Linked DNA regions of Hordeum vulgare: region 1 is linked to region 2. Evidence: chromatin contacts called from public Hi-C data. All regions are on one chromosome and are shown on one strand. Each heading gives the region's core, a stretch centred on a gene start, on an enhancer-like site or on the middle of the called end of the contact. The rest is flanking DNA. Distances are from core to core; before and after follow the strand shown. Region 1 holds the start of LOC123411388. Region 2 has its middle 43 kb from the start of LOC123413286.

Region 1 (5,272 bases), core at 1,453-3,952, 410 kb after region 2:
GGGCATCATATTCATAGGACACGAGTACTAACAAGGATTAAATTAGTTGGAATATCAAATAATAATATACTTAATAACAAGGATTAAATTAATACAAGACGTGTTTTTGACACTGTCATGGACTCTAATAATGTCTTATAAAATTTGCAGAGTGGGGTACAATACATGCAGCAAGTGGAATATGTGTTAATCTTATATTTCATTTTTGTTTGCTTGTTTTGTTAAATTCACATGGTTAAGTACTAAATGTTTCCAGCCTTGGCACCCTATAATCATTGCCATACAACCAAGTTGTTGCTCCATTGTAACCTTAGCATCCATCTCAAACTCAATAGATGGTACACATATAAGTTGTTCGATTTATAACATGGAAGGAATTGTTGAATTAGAAATTAGAATTACATAAAGTGATCGATTACCATGAATAATAATATATATAACAACTGATCGCACTCGGGTTTAGAACATCAAAATAGTTGCATGTAACAGATTTATGATCTCTTAGGTAGATGATTCACACGTTTTCTCCATGCTCTCTTAGGCCTCCCTACTCTAAAAGTAGATAAGTCAAAATATAGTTACATGTACACCTATTAGTTCATCCACATGCAAATAAAGTGAAGTCATTAAGAATATAGAAAAACTACATTGTATTATTTTTGGTCATGAGGCCTAGCGATAGACTCATACAACAAGACATGGCATTCCTGAAATAACGACAATGGAAATTATACTTATTTCAAGCCTAATTGGATGGATTGAAAAGGAACAAACAAAAGTAACATTGAGAATTCTACCAAAAATATATGTATAGACCTTTCCTTGATGTATATTTAATCATAATAAAATATAACCATATCAATGAAACTGGAAGGAATCACATATTATAAAGAATGGAAACCTCGTAGAAGTGGGCATAGATATAAATGGGTTGAAGGGATTTGAAATTACCCGGACAGAGTAAAATGCTTGGCTGACTGATTTGTGCGATCCTGCAATAGCAACCAATATTGGCTGACAGTAACACTGTATTCTGAGCATTTTATTGTGGAAGACACTAAATATGACCACTAAGACACTATTCCTGGTTTTGTCTAGTTAGTTGTTTCCGTGCAAGTAAAATGAAAAGAATATAACTAAACACAAGACCAAAACACAGCTATGAGGATGATGGCATGATGTTACTAAAGCTGAACAGACCTTCATTATACTTTTCAACAGCCAATTAACTATATTAATAAATTGAGACCATTCCAAAAGTGTGAGAAAGATCTACCAATACGTCAACATTTGTTTCCCCCATAAATATTTCCTTCACTTAATATCACAACGTTTTGACATGCAACTGGCAGTATTAGTTCAGGAGAAAATTCTTGGATTGAACTTACGGGGGTGAGTGGAATACTGAGAGAAAGAAAGCTTGGAAAGTTGTATGAAGAGGATTGTCTGGTTCCCTTGGAGGAGTGACATCAATGTCCAGAGGAGAAGAGAATCTATTGCACAATCTGAATAGGATTTTCAGTTACGAATAAGCATTGCTGAAGATTTCTTCATAGATATTATTATTATCCAACACAACATTCAGAAATGTAATCGACAGTATTGTACCTTCCACAGGGTCCACCATTTTCACATTGTGCCCTAGTTCAGCCTAGCAAATCCCAAACAGAAACATGTGTCACCATTCTGCTATTATCTCTCTCAACAGGTACACATTACTTTACATGTTACAATATATCATCCACTTGCAGATTTCAATCTATGATTTTCATTGCTTTGGACGGCGCAACATCCTCGAGCTGCAGTATCTCGGACTGTATGGTTGTCACCCGCTCCAGGACCTTCGGCATGCTTACGAAACGGACGCTGCAATAAAGAAGCATCCATGTAAAAAGAATTGACGCCGCCGTCGGCGTGGGAAGCTGGTAAAGAGACACGAGACGACGAACCTGCCCTTGGTGAACCAGGGTGTGCTGGCCTCTAGATCCGGCAAGATAAGGATGATACGACCTCCATTGGGCATATGGTCCTGGGCGGCCCTGAGGTGCGACACAAAGGGTTCAAGTAGTCCGAAGGCGATTCTCCTTCCTTCCTTTCTCCACCACAACCAAAATACCAACTATACAATACAATGTGAGGGGAGGGGTGGGAGTGGGAGCGACTGTGCTGGGGAGAGGACCGACTCCGGGATCAGGGTCGCCGGTATGTGGGGACGGTGGCGACGGTGGTGGCGGCGGCGATCGATGTGGGACTCGAGAGATGAGGGGATCCACGGAGAAGAAGAAAGAAATCAGGGTTTGTCTGGGTTGGGTATTTCGATGGTGGGCTTTGTGTGGTGCAAGGATCCAAATTAACGAGAAGCCACCGATTTTGCTATGGGAGTAGCTGCCCGAGGACAGTAGACCCACTTAGTTGTTAATCACGAGAATGGGTGGTAATCGTATGGTTAGAAACGATCAGGACACATGATCTGACGGCCAAAAAACAAGGATGTGTGAGAAGGCTGGGATATGGTGCAGTTTTACTATCCTTAGTTAGAGCGATATTTATATCCGTTGAAACGCATAGACATTGTCCTAATTTTTTAAGAAAAAGGATGAACGGAAGAAAAGAAAAAAAAGAAGGCGGTCGCTTTGTTGGGTTGCTGATGCCCACCACACCAGTACATGTCGAGGTCCAACCAGCCGAGCCCAGCCCAGCCCAGCACACAGGACGCACCAATCCAAACCCATTTCCCCTTTGGTCTGGTTCCTGCCCTCCCCACACCGCGTCGCCGCCGTCCGGCTCCTTCTTCTCCGCCTGAACCCAACGGAGCAAGCCTCCAAGCGGAGCAAATCTCTGTCCGTCTCTCTACTGGATCTGGACCGGCTCCCGCGACTCCTCCTCCCTCTGTCGGTAAGGAAGCCCTAATTTTGCTCCAACCTTTTGCGGTGAAGAACCGAACCGAACCGAATCCAGCCCAGAAGGATATCTTTTCTTTGAGAGCGGCTGCTCTCACTTCCCATCCGTAGCGTAGGCAGGGCTGTGGTAACGAGCGGGTTGTGATGTTGCATCCAACGGTGTATCCGTCCATGTACATTCCCACAGCATTTTGGGTGTTTATAAGGACCATTTTCAGAAGGGATTTGGGGACCAAATTGGATTTACTATGTGCCTGTACACGTTTCTTTTACATTATACCCTAATACACAGGTAAACAAGCTTAGGAACCAAATTCTCAGTTTGACCATATTAGCTTAGAAATCATGGCACTTGCTCTTGGATTGTATGCCTTCGATTCCAATCACAATGGTGTAGAGTCTCCCCGTCTCTGAATGAATGCTCACGGGACGGGAGGAAGGACACAATTTCTGGTTATATTGTACCGTATGATCCATGAAGCACTGCATCACAGGGAAGGGGTCCAATTAATGATTCACCACTTGCAATTGCATCGGGTTTCAAATTTTCATACTAGCATTAACCGCAAGGGGGCGGTGCAAGGGTCCAACGTGAATAATAAATTTGCAAGCTCCCAAATATCTAATCATGTTCTGTGTGAACGACTGCACGAGCAATCGTGCCAATTGCCAGTGATACAATAAATTGCATCACGTGTCATTCAAACACTTCAGTGGAGCGGTCTATATAGGTTTTCTCTTTCAACTTACATTTGCTCTATCGAAAGGGAACTGCTCTTTTCCATATGTAGCGTATGGGAAAACATGAAGAGATTAAGCTGGGGCCTTGTTTGCTGCATTTTATCTTAAAAAGTTCAACCAACAAATCTCACACATGGACCATGTGAAGCTTCAGAACAGCATGTTATTTAGATTTCCCTTTCATTGCATCCTTGTTGCTGACAAGTTCCAATTCTATTTTTCACTATGAAGTTGCTAACAAGTAAACAGACCTTGTGAGGTAAGTGATTGTTCAGGTTCATGCTTGTTAGAGTGCCAATTACTGTACAAATGAAAGCTGTCTCAGTAGTTCTTCCTGTTTTTATGTACAAATAATATTTGTTTTTGCTGGAGTGGCTACTCGTCAGTAACACCTATTTTCTTTCGAGAAAAAGTAGCAACCCCTATTTTTCTAGGGTAATACGGAAGTCATATATGAGTTGCTGCTGAATTACGAGTGTTTAATTGTGTAACTGCTAGTCGGTAGAGGGGCGTCAGGTTGAACAAGGAAATAGAAGCCCAATGCCCGTACACTTATTCAGGGTGTGCTTAAATCTCTATATTTATACTGTCTAACTGCCTCCTAATGCTCAATGCCCGATTTACACTTTTACATAGCCTTCGCATTATGATTGATATCAACATGTCCCAAGTTGCCATAACATTTACATCTCTGTGTCCTGTATGCAGCAGCGCCGAGTTGCTGGACCAGATGGTGGGATTCGGCAGCCTCGCGCCCAAGACCAAGAACCTAGTGGTGGGCGGCGGGCTGACAGGGTTCGTCTTCGGGGTCTACTACTACACCATGAGAGCTGTCGGCAACACTGATGAGCTGCAGGTCGCCATCGACAAGTTCGAAGACCTGAAGAAGAGGGACGATGCAGCCACCCCCGCCGCAAACCCCTCCACCCCAGGCTCATCGTAGGCGAAAACATGCTCTCAAACTTCTGTTTCCCTGGACCGAGCTTCTAAACTAGTTACCTCATAACCAGAGCTCAGAACCTTGGTTTGGTTTGTATGATAATGATGGGTCATGTTAGATAGAGCTTTTTATGGCATGGGTGGGAGTCCAGAATTAGTAATGCTTTTGTGTTAATGGTGGCCGCGGTGCCTGGAAGTTCGATATATTGCGCTACTGGAGCAGATTTTTTGGGATGGCCTTTGGACCAATGTGCCTTTTCAATTGGGATACATGGAATGTATGGTGCACTTTCTGTTGGAAATTGTACACTATACAGTCTACCCTTTCTGTCTTTTCCATAGTGTCAGTTCATAATGCATCTTTTCCGTAGTGTTGTTCATAATGCATATTGAGGTTAGAGGATAGGGACTTATTTATACTTCACTTTCAGGTGTTTTATTATTCCACTTGTTTTCAAAAAAATATGTACAACTCCTGAGCAATGCTATCAATCATGATAAAACATGTCAGTTTTTGGAGTTCTCTTTTTAAAGATCCAGCTGCTGGCTGGCTTGCATTGATCATAGCAGGAAGCACATAAAAAATACAAAATATGGGTTTTGATCATAGATCAAGGAAGAAACGAAAAGAACGCCATAGGCGGCCAAAAAACTCGGGTTGTACATAATCTCCTGAGGAAAGGAGAGACATG
Region 2 (5,377 bases), core at 1,767-4,266:
TAATTTCAGTGCTTGCAGATATTCTGAAAACCACTTGTCAGATCCTTCTGCTCCTCGTTGGGTTTGACACTCTTACTTATCGAAAGGACTACGATTGATCCCCTATACTTGTGAGTCATCAGTTCCCACCTGAATGTTGAGGATACCAGCTCCTTATGCTGTTGTACCACCTGCTCAACAGTCATCTTACAACGATTCACCGTAATTGTCCGAGTGAAACTTGCGTCTGGTGTGTGAAGTGTTGCCGTGGCAGCCGGCGACTCAAAGAACATCAATTCTTGACAACAAACACCATAGATGGTCACCACCGGGATTTGTCCAACAGTCAGAGGACACTTAACCGAACCATGCTTGGGCTTGAGGCAAAACTCACACAACTCTGCCTTGCATTCAGAAATAAAATGACCCGTCTCATGCAATGATAACAAGTCATCTTCTCTTTCTTCCGCGCCCATTTGGAGGGTCTATCACCTCCTTCCCCCTTGACCAAAGCACTGCTCTGATCAGCCGGAATAGGATCAGCCACAGCCTTTGCTGCCTCCTTAACCAACGCCAAGTTCGGTTCCTCATGTTCAACCGGTGTTTCGTGAGGAGGAAAAGGAGGCTTCGGTTTCCTTCCCCCCTCTACCACCCCAGCTCTGCCAGAATCTGCCTCTCTTCGGATTTGGGGGACCGATGTCCCCGGCACAAAATTGCCAGGCGGCGCAACAAACCCGTTCCCGTCTCCTCCATTATGCTGCCATGCGTAGCCACGCCCACCTCCGAAGGAAGAAGACCCTCGATGCTGTCCATCCCCAATGCCCACGCAGCTGCTGCCTGTTGGCATCAGGCACAGCAGGAGCACCAGCCGGTGCAGCTGCAACCGGTGGTCTACCCCCGTGTGTGCTGTCTGCTGAGGCCATAGTCGCCATCTTAGTCACCTGCAAAGGAGCGCGAGTCCCCTGTCCCGACGGCCGCGCCGGAGGCTGCGCGGGAAACGGTTGGTGGGGATTGCCCCGCCCCGCCATGGGCCGCGATGCAGTTTTGATGGGAGGCACTCGAGCAGCTCGTCCAGCTTTCAGCCTGGGGAAACCTTGCGAAGGTCGCCGAGGAACCCTAGGCAGAAGCGGCGGCAGAACCTCGTGAGCGAGATCGAAAACGCCAGGGAGATGATCGTCGGGTGTATGGGCTATAGACGAGAACCCTGGTACTCCATCGGTAAAGCCAATAAGAAAGACGCCGGAATTATGGGTTGCATCCTGTGCCATATACCCAGTTGTATCACCTCCCGATCCGGTCAAAACCAACTTAGGCCCGCAGGCAACTCCCAAGGAATTCAAAAATTCCCTCTTGGAATCACGGACTGACGAAACTGACGAAATCATCGGCGACGGCTGCGCCATTTGAACTCTGAATTTCTTCTTCTTCTTGACTGTTTTCCAGGAATTGAGATAAAAAAAGTCTGAAAGGAAACAGGGTTGTCGGTTTACCTTCGGGATCGGGCCTATCCAGGGTTTAATCCCATTAGAAGATTCCTTGTTGATCTTCCCCCTCGAAAGATCTGACGCAATAGAAGCCGACATCTTCTTCTTCACCAACTGAAAATCACCAGCTGACCTGGTTGCAATGGCGATATCCGGCCACCTCGAGGCGGAGTTGAGACTACAGTCTCATCTTCATCTACTGCATCATAATCACCCAAAACCCAAAACCGTCCTCCGAAACACACTGAGTGTGAGGTGAGATCACATACCGCAGCCTGTTCGTCGACGCTCTGTCTCGGTTTCCAGAGGCGACGTACGCGCACCCGGAAACCATCGATCTCCAGCTCGTCCCCATCCTTGGGATCAACCCGATCATGTAAATACGTTCTCGCTAGGATGTCGTGTTCCTCGTCTCTCACCGTGATCCAGCGCGACTTCCTGTGGAGGTAGATGAAACCCCGACGATCGCTCCTAGAGCGCAGATGAGTGTCGACGTGGGAGATCTCCCAGTGCAGATGGGGATCATCCACAGCGGAAGAGAAATCTGCCCCGCCTCGAGCACGGCCCGCCGATCCAGCGATCACCCCGATCGCCTGGTCGTTCGCCTCTTGCGCCTCAGGCGGGAGCGAAGGCGGAAGTGGCAGCTAATGTGCGCAATCTTCCCCTGTTCAACGACAAATTCTCAACATATGAAACTAGGAGTTGGTCGCCCACATTCAGCAGGTGCTCAGCGCATCTATTTTTGTATGTATCCACTGGTTTGCACACAAAAAGTTTGTAATCACGTAGCAGGATCCCTTGAGAGAGAAACATCAGCAGCCGCCGCCTAGTGTTCCTCCCACGGGAGCTTCTAGTCAGCGCTGCAAGCGCCAGTTAACGCATCTGCAGCGTCGCAGGCATGGACAGACCCATTAGCACGCTCATAACCTGGTTAGTTCTTTTTTTGTTGATCGAGTAGAAAAAAAACGTCTAGAATATTTTTCATATGGAAATGAAATTTTGTATAAAATCAAAAAAGCTTTACAAATTTTAAAAAGGTTCATCCATTCGAAAAAAGTTCATATCTTTAAAAAAGGTTTATCAATATTAAAAAAAGTTCATCAATTTGAAAAAAGTTCATTCAAATTGAAAAAAGTTCATCCAATTTGAATAAAGTCATCAAATTTGTAATAAATTGATTCAACTAGAAAAAAGATCATAGAAATTCAAAAAAGAAATCATGTTTTTTAAAAAAGTTCATTTAACTGAAAAAGCTCATAAATCTTCAAAAAATTTCATCAATTTTGTAAAAAATAATCCATTTTCAAATATATGTTCATAACTTTTCAAAAAAGTTCATCAGTATTAAAAAAATCATAAAATTTAATATTTTTAAAAAGGTTCATCGATTTTAAAAACATTCGTTAAAATTTAGAAAAACGTCATAGAATTTTCAAGAAAAAGTTCGTCATCCGGCATCGATATGAGCCGGCCCATTTCAAGAGGTTGCATGCCCTAGTTAACAAAATGCACATTAAGTGGCGCCTGCCGTGCTAAATAGGACATGCCGCCTCCAATGCCGCCAGATGAGCGGGCCCATTTCAAGAGGTTGCATGCGCTAGTTAACAAAATGCACATTAAGTGGTGCCTGCCGTGCTAAATAGGAAATGCCGCCTCCAATGCCGCCATACTGATTCTCCTGGACAACAACTAGTTAGCGAGCACTCCTTTGGGAGTCTCCGAGTGATCACTCTCGCGCACCGCCACTTAGCACGTTCTCAGCCGTCGCCACGTGTCGCACTCCAAACGTTCCCTTCGTATTTTATTTTTTTTATTTTTTCGCATATGTTTTCGGCCTTTTAGAGTGGTTTTTTCTCTGATTTTTCTAGTGTTCCGGTTTCTCATCGGTCTTTCGTAACTTTTGGACGGGAAAAAATTATTTCTTTTTATGGAAAAACCGTGTTTTCTGTTTTTTACGGAAAAAACACTTTTTTAGAGACATGGTTTTGCTTCCGCGAGAGGCGATTTTGCCTTCGCGAGAGGCAGGGCCGTCCCTCTCGGAAAGAAAAAAAATGCGTTTTTTGTTTTTTTTAAGAGGCACGGTTTTGCTTCCGCGAGAGGCACGGTTTTGCCATCGCGAGAGGCACGGCCGTGGCTCTCGGAAAGAGAAAAAACACGTTTTCTGTTTTTTTGCGAGAGGCACGGTTTTGCTTCCGCGAAAGATAAGGTTTTGCATTCGTGAGAGGTACGCCGATGCCTCTCGGAAAGGAGAAAAAACGCGTTTTCTGTCTTTTTTTGCGAGAAGCACGGTTTTGCTTCCGTGAAAGACATGATTTTGCCTTCGCGAGAGGCACGTCCATGCCTCTCCCGAAAGGGAAAAAACGCGTTTTCCATTTTTTTGCCACATGCACGATTTTGCCTTCGCGAGAGACACGGCCGTGCGTCACCTAAAAAGGAAAAAAACTCATTTTCTGCTCCCTTTTTTTTCCTCGAGAGGCACGATTTTGCTTCCGCGAGAGGCATGAACTGTGCCTCTGGGAAAGAAAAAAAAAACGTGTTTTTTGTTTTTTTCTACCGCGTGAGAAACAATTTTTTCGTTCGTTTTTTTGTGAAAAAGTAAAGTTCGTCAAAACCTATCAACATGGGATCTGATTTTGAATCTCGACGAGAGAAAGTGAACAGTAAAAACAGTTCGTGATTTGGCCATGTTTTAAAAATACGGATCTACGAAAAAGAGAAAACTCTTAGGTTGCGACAAATGATACAGATGCAGTGCATCATTTATCGGAACGTGTGGAGCTAGAAGTAATCGTTGGAAGGTATATTCGTTAACTAGTGATTTCATTCCTCCTTTCTTTCGTGTGGCGCCCACAAGAGTAGGGTCCGACTTCTTTGTTGTTTTTCTTATGTCTTATTTTTCTTTGTTTTTCTTCGTTAGCGGCAAGGCGGCGGCGAGGATGATGGCTTGAAATAAGGTTGTAACTGCCGACTAGTGTTGCGGAAATGCGGAACTCTCCATTAGCCAGTGAGAGATTATCAGTGAGGAAGGTAGGTTGCCTAATCTGTAAAAGTTTGTGTCACCCTGGCAGCAAGAATAAGGGCATGTGCTTCTGCTTTTAATAATGGAAAAAAGTGAGCTGGGTGGAGGCTTCAATTTGTACTTGCATACTCCCTTGATCCTTCAAAAGAATAAGAAAGACACAAATACCCGTGGCTCTTTGTCCATAGCAATTTCAACGGGACGATTCATTTTATTCATTGTCGTTTGTTTGGATCCACGCGGATAAGAGTGATGATCCAACATGCGGATCCATTGTTAAAATGCATCCGTTTCGCGTCCGGATCGATCCATTTCCGATCTAAATTTAGGACACAAATGCGTCGGCGCGGACGCGAAATGAACGCGCGCGCGTCCTCTCGATGTCCGTCCCATCCACACCCGCCGGTCGTTCAACTACGTGCGATCAACTTAATTAATGACGACCAACCTCCGCGGGCCCACGCTTCAGCGACCGTGGTCGATCTTTTTTAATGCGAACGTGCGGTGGGGTTCGGCCTCATCTGCTTTCAGAACCCCCCGTCCCCATCTCGTCATGTGTCTGCTCCCTCGTAGGCAACCAAACCCTAGCCAGCATCCATGGTTGGCTCCTCCCAAGAGAAGGGCAAGTCCTCCCTCTACCCCCACGCGATCTTTTCGCCGGCGTCTTCCCGCCAACCTCGTCAACGTATCAGCGTCCCGGTGCACCAAGCGAGGTGGCACTGGAAGCACTGCATCCCGCTGCCGTATCCGGACGTGACCCTCCCGCACCACTCGCATCTGAATCCGGAGAGGATCCCGGTGTCAACCATGCCGCGGTCGGCCCGGATGCACGCGGACGAAGTGAGTCGCCGGAGCAATGGCTCAATCCTGTGTACGCGGTCGACTCTCCCTACTG

The links. Hi-C and Micro-C count contacts between places; a contact is called where the count stands out from the background.
Region 1: a contact with region 2 is called in a Hi-C map of leaf, with 4 times the contacts expected there. The contact joins the promoter of LOC123411388 here to the enhancer-like site in region 2. A contact is called at or near these places in 2 of 6 Hi-C or Micro-C datasets (leaf and seedling) and 1 of 1 datasets of contacts at active chromatin or transcription factors (embryo).

The regions. Positions count from the first base shown.
Region 1 is chr7H:469,755,952-469,761,223 of MorexV3_pseudomolecules_assembly, forward strand. LOC123411388 reads left to right here and starts at 2,703. Exons shown (of 2, transcript XM_045104327.1): 1 at 2,703-2,895; 2 at 4,353-4,882. The coding sequence starts at 4,372. The coding sequence ends at 4,584.
Region 2 is chr7H:469,343,620-469,348,996 of MorexV3_pseudomolecules_assembly, forward strand. No RefSeq gene overlaps it. Among protein-coding and RNA genes, the nearest start is that of LOC123413286, 43 kb to the left of the region's middle. Within about 2 kb of position 3,017, at least 2 of the 3 cell types and tissues checked have open chromatin away from gene starts, as enhancers often do. A contact at or near this core is called in leaf, where this site is marked.